Linked DNA regions of Mus musculus: region 1 is linked to region 2. The links are chromatin contacts, called in public HiChIP or PLAC-seq maps. All regions are on one chromosome and are shown on one strand. The core of a region is the stretch at or near the end of the contact, and the rest is flanking DNA. Distances in the headings are between cores, read along the strand shown.

The links. HiChIP or PLAC-seq counts read pairs in DNA pulled down with a chosen protein or histone mark.
Region 1: an H3K27ac HiChIP or PLAC-seq map of embryonic stem cells shows a contact between it and region 2, with 8 read pairs. The contact joins the promoter of Cryaa here to the enhancer-like site in region 2. A contact is called at or near these places in 10 of 39 promoter capture datasets (the 3T3-L1 cell line, the HPC-7 cell line, embryonic stem cells and 3 more), 10 of 484 Hi-C or Micro-C datasets (the AML12 cell line, the HL-1 cell line, embryonic stem cells and 3 more), 3 of 115 datasets of contacts at active chromatin or transcription factors (all in embryonic stem cells) and 3 of 9 other capture datasets (adipose tissue, liver and pancreatic islet).

The regions. Positions count from the first base shown.
Region 1 is chr17:31,674,649-31,679,266 of GRCm38.p6, forward strand. Cryaa (crystallin, alpha A) reads left to right here and starts at 3,283. Exons shown (of 3, transcript NM_001278570.1): 1 at 3,283-3,541. The coding sequence starts at 3,353.
Region 2 is chr17:31,586,011-31,590,515 of GRCm38.p6, forward strand. Pknox1 (Pbx/knotted 1 homeobox) reads left to right here. Exons shown (of 11, transcript NM_016670.3): 3 at 2,450-2,577. Among named protein-coding and RNA genes, the nearest start is that of Pknox1, 23 kb to the left of the region's middle. Within about 2 kb of position 2,346, at least 10 of the 459 cell types and tissues checked have an H3K27ac peak or open chromatin away from gene starts, as enhancers often do. A contact at or near this core is called in embryonic stem cells and liver, where this site is marked.

The DNA of each region.
Region 1 (4,618 bases), core at 2,033-4,532, 90 kb after region 2:
TCTGTCCACACACAGAGTCTGTTTAGGAGACAGAACAGAATATTGTCCTCAATGTGCAGTGCTGTGGGTGGGAATTGAAAACACACAGTCTTTTTGTCTTAACCCAATAATTTTTTTTAAAAGACAGGGATTCTCTGTGTAGTCCTGGCTGTCCTGGAACTGGCTCTGTAGATCAGGCTTGCTTCAAACTCAGAGATCTGCCTACATCTGCCTTAAAAGCATGCGCCACCATACCCGGTCCTTAATGCAGCAATTAAAGGAGTCAAGATGACTTAAAAAAATCTATGATAAAAAAATTATGGGCTGGAGAGATGGCTTAGTGGGTAAGAGCACTGACTGCTCTTCTGAAGGTCCTGAGTTCAAACCCCAGCAACCACATGGTGGCTCACAACCATCCATAATGAGATCTGATGCCCTCTTCTGGGGTGTCTGAAGACAGCTAGAATGTACTTACCTATAATAAATAAATCTTTAAAAAAATTATGAAACTTGTGTGTGTGTCTGTGTGTGATATTGGTAAGTGAACTTAGGGGTTTATACATGCTAGGTACAGCCCCCAAGCCTATATATATATACACACACATATGTATGTATATATACATACACACACACACATATATATATGCAGGGTTTCATGTAGCTCAGACTAGACTTGAACTTGCTAAGTAGTCAAGAAGGACCTTGAACACCCAACCTTCCCACCTTTACCTCCTAAGTGCCAGGATTAGGGTTATAGAAGTACACTACCACCCCTGGCCTCTGTGGTGCTAGGGATCAAACCTAGGGCTTTATGCATGCAAGGCAAGTGCTCTGCCAACTGAGCTGCATCCCCAGGCCTCCCTTGCTTTACTTTTGAGACTGTTCACTAAGCTGCTCGGGCTGCTTGGTGTAACCTTGAGTTTACCCTAGCCAAGGTTGACTCTGAACTTGAGATCCTTCTATCTCAGCTTCTGGAGTAGCTACCAGGCCTCAAAGGCTAGAGTTCATAGGTTTATTTTGTTTGGTTGGTTTTATAATTATTATTATTACTATTATTAGTATTAGTATTTATGCATATATGTATGACCACCTTGTACAGAGATTAGAGCTCACTTTGTGGAATCTGTTTTTTCCTTCCACCCTTACGTGCGTCAGAAATGGGTTGTGCTGCAAGCTCCTCTGCCTGCTGATCCATCTTGCTGAACTCCAAATGCCTGATTGTAAATGAACACTACTGCCTTTCTTTTCTCAAGTTCTAGAACAGTTCCTCATAGCCATGATCATGGACCTGGTGTGACTTAGCCTCTCTATGGAGGACATAGCCAGTACTCTTCCATTGGATTAGCCCTTCTCATCTTACAAACTAGGGCCCTCTACATAGTAAGGTACCTCTCTCTATTCACCTCTTGCCATTGCCTAGATGTTGAGCCCAGTGCAATGCAGCAGGGCCCTCTGCCTTGGATGCCCTTCCCGTCTTCCAAGTGGAGTGATATGGTCATACGGTTCAGCCTTCCTAAGCCCCACTTTCTTGGTTTGTACATCGGAGGGACGTAGGAGACTTAGAGGTGCCTGTGCTCACAGATAAGCACCAAGGGAACCTGGAGTTTTAGCATCCAGGGTTCCTTCAAGGGAAAGCAGAAGGCTGGGATCAGATGTATACTCCAGCCTGGTGACCTTTGCGGCATCTGTGTGGCTGGAAACCACACTAGACCCTTCCCCAGACCCTTATCATAAACTTCTTTCTAAATCAATCTATAGACCTCATCATTATGGAAGGTGTTATACATACTTTAAAAAAAGATTTACTATATTTTATGTATATGAGTACGCTGTTGCTGTTCTCAGACACACCAGAAGAAGGCATCACAACCATTACAGATGTGAGCCACCATGTGGTTGCTGGGAATTGAACTCAGGACCTCTGGGAGAGCAGTCAGTGCTCTTAACCACTGAGCCATCTCTCCAGTCCTGTCCTACATACTTTACAAAGACTATTGATGTGGTCATGTCTGATCTGTATTTAAGTTGCTTTGCTCCTCAGAGAGATTATTTATGTGTGCTTTATCGTGTGCACGAGAGTGAATTCATTATCTCCAGAAAATGTCACCAAATTGTGATGTGCTTGAATATGTCTAAAATAAGCCACTCTGGGTCAGACTCCTGAAGTTTGAACCGCCGTCAGCTACTTAGTCATGTTGAACTGAGCTGCTGTTTTGCCTCAAAGATCATCACTCTGCTAGCCGTGGTAGCTGAAGAGACTCCCACTGGGTGATGTTGGGACCTGTCTCCTAGTGTGGTCTGAAGAGCTGCTAAGTTGTAGTTAACAAGTACTAGGGCGGGGGCACACCGTGGGGTGCTCATTGCTTCCTGAAGCGTTTGTCATGTGCATCTTAGCTGGCGGTAGTTTCTGGAACGCCAGGAAACCTCTCCTCTGGGATGACAAGTTTTCAAGTCAAAGGTCTTTGAGGTCCTCAGACAATTTCATCACGTCTGCCAATGCCACACACAGCTGGAGTTCAGGGATGTCTTTTACCTGGTGATACCCGGATGAGAGTCCCGGCTGAGGAGCAGAGTCCTCTCCAGACTCGCCTATAACCATTCACAGGACTGGGCAGAAGCAGCTGGTTTAATAACACCCGTGGTGAAGTCATGTCGGGAAGACCTGAGGCTTTGCTGAGGATGGTGGCCAGAGGGAGGTGAGCGCAGGGTGACCCGCACAGAGGAAAGACCAGAACCACATCCAGCACACAGATCCCCTGCGACCGGCAGGGACTGGAGCAGGATTTGGCCGGTTTCTTCATTGTCTTCTGTCTGCCTTGAAACGCTGTGAGCTGTGTAATGTTTGTTCTGAGTGAGGAAAACAGAAACAAACAAACAACAAACAAACAAAACCAAAGGATGTTCTGCTTTGAACACAACGCTTTCGTTGGCGGTTTCAAGATCTCTGGAGGTTTCGGAGCTCTGCAGATGGCCTGCTAATCTGTGCCTACCTCTCCCCACCTGTGAAACAGGGCTCTGAATTCTTCCTCCAAAGGAGGCCAGGAGGGTGCCTCAGTACAATGTGGGAAGAAACAGTGATGTCCCTTGGCTCAAAGGATAAGGCTCTCCACAGACCTTCTTGGAGACATCTGGTCTGAGAGCCTCTGCTGCTCAGCGTGTGTTGCTGGGGCTGGGCAGGCGGGTGAGCATTCCAGCTGCTGACGGTGCAGCCTCTCCCCCGAGCTGAGCATAGACATTTTGGGAAATCCCTTAATTCCTCCATTCTGTGCAGGCATATATAGGGAGGGCTGGAACGCTAGCTCACCACCGCACTGCCCAGAGGCTCCTGTCTGACTCACTGCCAGCCTTCGGTCCCTGCATCACCAAATAGAAGATGGACGTCACCATTCAGCATCCTTGGTTCAAGCGTGCCCTGGGGCCCTTCTACCCCAGCCGACTGTTCGACCAGTTCTTCGGCGAGGGCCTTTTTGAGTACGACCTGCTGCCCTTCCTGTCTTCCACCATCAGCCCCTACTACCGCCAGTCCCTCTTCCGCACTGTGCTGGACTCGGGCATCTCTGAGGTAAGATGCAACCACACTGGTTCCTCCTAGCTGCTCAGAGGGGTCTTGGTCTTGTCTAGAGGACAGCTAGGGATCCTCGAGGGGCACTATGACCCTGTGCTCTCCTCAAGCAATGTCCCAGCCTCTCCCAGCCTCGTACCCGGCAGAGGTTGGGTGTGCACCCACATGCCTATGCTGAAGCCACCCACATCACCGGGATTGGGGTCGGAGGAGGAGACCAACCAGCCCGAGCCCGACTGCTGTCTTTTCCTCCCATCAGCTCATGACCCATATGTGGTTTGTAATGCACCAACCACATGCTGGAAACCCCAAGAACAACCCCGTCAAGGCAAGTTACATGGCGAAGGCAAGCGTGCTTGACCGGCCACTCCCTGGACTTTCTGTTCTTGGTGTGGGGGTTGGGATGTCCTGAAGCCCAGAGAGGACGGGCTTTCTTACAGCAGGGCAGAACCTTCTGTAGCTGGCAAAGCTGCAGATGGGGCTCCTTTCTAGCTTCCCTGATGACTGAAGAAAGGCCACATCCCTCCCTACCCAAGTGAGCCACAGTTCTAGAAGAGCTGCCTCCCTTTGCTTCAAAAGAAGGCTCCCAGAGCGGATCCAGCTGCAACTCTAGGAAGCAAATTGCCCAAATGCAGGCTCTAGCCAGGGCAGGAAGAGAGGGGTGGGAAAGGCTTTGTGTTAGCAGCTAGTAGTACTGTGGAACTGTTGGTAATATGGACAGGTGAGGTAGGCTCCTGGAGCTATGGATACACCACAGACTTTAGTCCCACCAGCTAGCCAGTTCCCAATTAGCCAGGCAAATGATCCTTAATGAACCCGCCACCCATAATCAACCATAACCAACCAGCTACCTTTAATCAACCAGCTGCTTAATCTGTTAAGAGCCATCCAAACCATAACCGGTCACTAGACCATAATCAAGCAACCGGCCAACCTGTAACTAGCATTTTGCTGACGACCAGGCAGCTTATGCTAAGTCATAAGCCATAACCTGGACTCTAATCAGCCAAGGCACTCACTGACCATTCAACCATTCTACTCTACCCAACCCTCTAATCTATAACCAGTTAGCTTAAT
Region 2 (4,505 bases), core at 1,096-3,595:
GCGGAGGCAAGCTCTGCCCCCCTTTCCTTGATGACCAGTTTTGCACCACTTCTGTCTGCTTGCAGATAGTAGGTTTTGTTTAGTGTTTTTTACTATTTTGAGTCTGCCTTAGGCCTTTTTCTTTTCCTTCACCTCCCCTTCCCTTCCTTCCTTCACACCCCCCCCCCCCCAAAACACTTCCCTCTTCTTTTGCTGTTTTGTTGTTTGCAGACCGGAGCCTCAGGCTGGCCTCTAACCTTCCTGGTCTCGGAGGATGACTTTTAACTCCTGCCCTCCTGCCTCCTGACCTCCAGAGCTGAATTACTGGTATGTGCTACCACACCCAGCACGGGGAGGCTGTTTTTTTTTTTTTTTTTTTTTTAAATAATGCAAATCTAATAATATATCTCTTCCCTGAGGCCTGAAATGCTTGTCAGGCAAGATCCAAACTGCCCTAGCACGCATGCTAGACCATTAGGCCACCTTTCATCTCCAGACTATCAGGAATCTCTGCCTAGAGGCTCTGCCTCTGGCTGCTCCAGCTGCCCACCCTCCCGCCTTGTCCTTTAGGTCTTTGTTCAGACTAGTCTTCCACCTGTCTTCTGTGTATATCCTATACCAGACAGAATGGTGGCAGCCTCCTGCAGTAGGGCCAGGTGCTCTTTCAGGGACACTCCATGTCCCTCCCCCATGTGGACAGTCACACCATCCTGGAATGCTTTTTTTTTTTTTAACATTTTTTTTCTTTTTCTTTTTTTCCCCGAGACAGGGTTTCTCTGTATAGCCCTGGCTGTCCTGGAACTTACTCTGTAGACCAGGCTGGCCTCGAACTCAGAAATCCACCTGCCTCTGCCTGAATGCTTTTTTTTTTTTTTTTTTTTTTAAGTGTTGTATTTATTTTATGTGCATTGGTGTTTTGTCTGCATGTATGTCTGCGTGAGAATGTCAGATCTTAGAGTTACAGGCAGTTGTGAACTGCCATGTGGGTGCTGGGAATTGAACGCTAGTCCTTTGGAAGATCAGTCAGTATTTTTTTTAGCTTCTGAGCCAGCTCTCCAGCCCCTGTGATTTTTTTTTTATACACACCATCAGGCCATCTTTAAAAGGATTGTGTTTGTTTAGGCTTTCATTGCATATTTGTTTATTTAATTTTCTGAGGTCATATCTCACTGAATAGCCCTGGCTTGCCTGGTGTTCACTGTGTAGACCAGGCTGGCCTTAAACTCACAGTAATCCACCTGCCTCTGCCCTTGAGTGCTGGGATTAAAAGTGTGAGCCACCTTGTCTGGCTAGTTGCTTCATTATTATTTTAAGAATATGTATGTGTGTGAGCCTGTGTGAGTTGATATGTTCCATACCTGTGGAGGAACCCTCAGAGGCCAGAAGTGGGTGTTGGGTCCCCTAGAACTGTAGTTAACAGGTGCTTGGGAGCCCTGGGGGTGCTTAGGAACCAAAAGCAGGTTCTGTGGAAGAATAGCCAGCGAGTGTTCTTCGCTCTCTAGCCCCCAGGTTGCCTTGTTTTTTGAAAGTAAAAAAAAAAAAAGAGAGAATTCTCCAAGTATGTTGTGCCATCTCTAAAGGCAACAGGATGGATGTCCTTCTGGACTGCTGGAGAGCATTCTGGGGGACAGCATTGGGGGTGGGGCTCCTGGCTGGTGCTCCTTCAGGATGTGTGGAGACAGGGTGGCCTCTAAGGACAGTTTGACTCTTATGTCAGTAAGTTTCGGGGGGAGGGGTAACCAATATTTCATTAAGGACTTAAATACATTTTATCTAAGAGGCAGGTACATAGCTTATTTACCACAGTGAAAATGTTACAACCTAGTAAACACAGCTGGCCTTTACTTTCTAGATAAAGTGCCCTTTGTTTAAAATTGTATGTTGGGGTAGAAGAGATGGCTCACTGGTTAGGAGCTCATACTGTTCTTACAGAGGGCTGAAGTTTGCTTCCTAGAACCTCACACTATGGTTCACAACCACCTATCACACCGCGCATGTGTGTGTGTGTGTGTGTGTGTGTGTGTGTGTGTGTGTGTGTGTACGTGAGTGTATGCTGGGGGTCAGAGCTAGGAAGGAAGTTGCACATGACCTATATCCCCAGCCCATGTTCACATTTGCATAATGGCACAGGGTTCCGTGTGGGAGAACTTGAACCTGAGTGTTTTGTATATGAATATAAGAAGAACAGACCTGCTGTTCACCCTCTCGCCAAGTCACTCACTGGGAGCTGTGTGGCTAGAAGAGTCAGCTTCTACTGTGTAGTGCCTGTCAGCCATGCACACTGACAGCTTCCAAGTCCTCTCACTTCCTAATACACGTGCCCTTTGTGCTGTCTGCTCTTAGACATTCGAGAAAGAGTCCAAGGGTTGCTGCTCTTGGTGGTGTGTTGTTATTGGCAGTTCTGTAATCGTCCAGTTCAGTGTTAGCAGCACTGTTTATGTATTCTGTAACAGAACTTCGTCTTTTACAGATGCAGGTGGTCACGGAGTTAAAAACAGAGCAAGATCCCAACTGCTCTGACCCAGATGCAGAAGGAGTGAGTCCTCCTCCCATCGAGTCTCAGACCCCAATGGATGCCGACAAGCAGGCCATTTATAGGTAGTGCCTGGGTGTGGACTGTGTGGTTTTCAGAGGACTAGAGAGGATGCACACGTGTGAAGTGGAAGTCAGAGCTGGGATCTAGACTGACACTTTCCAGGTTGAGATGGTACTTCTAATAATAAAAGAATAATAATATAAACCTGAATTTGGGTAACCTTTCAGGAAATCTTCAGGCAAATCATGGTGGTGCACATTTAGAATCTCAGCACTGGGGAGAGGCAGTTCCAGACCAGTCTGGACTACATAATAAGACTCTAAGAGGGAAAGTGGGGTAGAGCTGGCTCAGCAAGGCAAGCACTTACCATGCAAATGAGATGACCTGAGCTTGACTCCGAACCCACAGAGAGTGAGGAGAACGCCACAGTTTTGTCCTCTGACCTTCACATAGCTGCGCAGTTGTAGAAACTGTCGTTTTGTTCTCTTGACCTCAACTCCTCAGGTATCTCCTGAGAGAGCACTCACTTCAGTTATGTAGTATCTTTTCTTGACTGGCTCCCTTCACATCAAATGTTTTAAACAGGACTGTAATATAGAGTCTGCTGGGACTTTCTTCCTCTTTGAGGCTGAACCACTATTCCACTGTTTATATACTACATTTGTCTATCAGCAGATACTTGAGCACTTGGGTTTAGGTTGCCTCATACTTTTTGAGTTAGGATCTCTCTGTAGGCCTGGCCTGTTCTGGAACTCACTACATAGATAAAGCTGGCCTTGAACTCACAACGATCCTCCTGCCTCTGCCTCCCAAGTGTGCCACGCACCTGGCCGTGCTTCCTCCCTTTGACAGTAGTGCACTGTGACACTGTGAGCACAGGTATGTAGATGTATAGCTAGCTGTACACAGCACAGTGTGTTAGAAGCTTCACTCTTGATCTTCACACTAGAAACAGCCTGGGCCCACTGAAAGGAAGGCATGTGGCTGCACACACGTGTTCACATGAGCCCCAGCTATCGGAAGCCCTTCTCCAAAGGCTTGCATTTTGCATAATTGCTTTTCCATTACACCAAGAGAAAACTTGATGATGGTAACCCCTGCTGGGACCAGGGCTTCCAGCGTGGTGCTCAAAGGGACAGCAGGAAGGACTGGGAGTCCTGGAGCTGCTCTGTGTCCTGTTTGTAGGGATGGCTAGACACACATGGAAGGATGTAAGCACCAAAACGACCCATTTTATTGTTGGGTAGTTCACAATAAAGATTGGAATCCAGGCACGGTATAGTCTGTGCTCTAATCCCAGGCCTTGGAAGGCTGGGACTACAGGAGTAAGAATCAAGGCCAGCCTGGACTATGTAATGAGACAAATAGAACATAGAACAAATAACAAGAAAAAAATTAATGAAAAGATTAGGAGTTTTAGGCTGGGCGTGGTGGCAGTACTTGGGAGGCAGAGGCAGGCGGATTTCTGAGTCTACAGCCTGGTCTACAGAGTGAGTTCCAGGACAGCCAGGGATACATAGAAAAACACTGTCTTGAAAAACAAAAACAACCAAAAAAAAAAAGATTAGGAGTTTTGAAAAAATATTTTCATATAGTGTAGAACTAACCCAATTAAAAATATTTCGTTTCCACTCAGAGTAGCCATACCATAAACAAATTAAAAAACAAGTAACAACAAGTAACGGATGGGTTAAGAGAGATGGCTCAGTAGGGTGGAGATGGGCTGTTCTTCCAGAGGACCCGAGAGATCTGCTACTCTCTCCTGGCCTCCATGGGTACCAGGCATGTACATAGTGTATACACACACACACACACACACACACACACACACACACACACGGAATAAAAATTTAAAAGAATATATAGAAATAAGTAACGGGCAAAAACCATTCATACAGGCCAGACAATGCATATCTGTAACTCCAGGGACTTGAGGCTGAGGCAGGAGAGCCTTGAATTAGAAGCCAACCTGACTGAATAAAGGACCCCC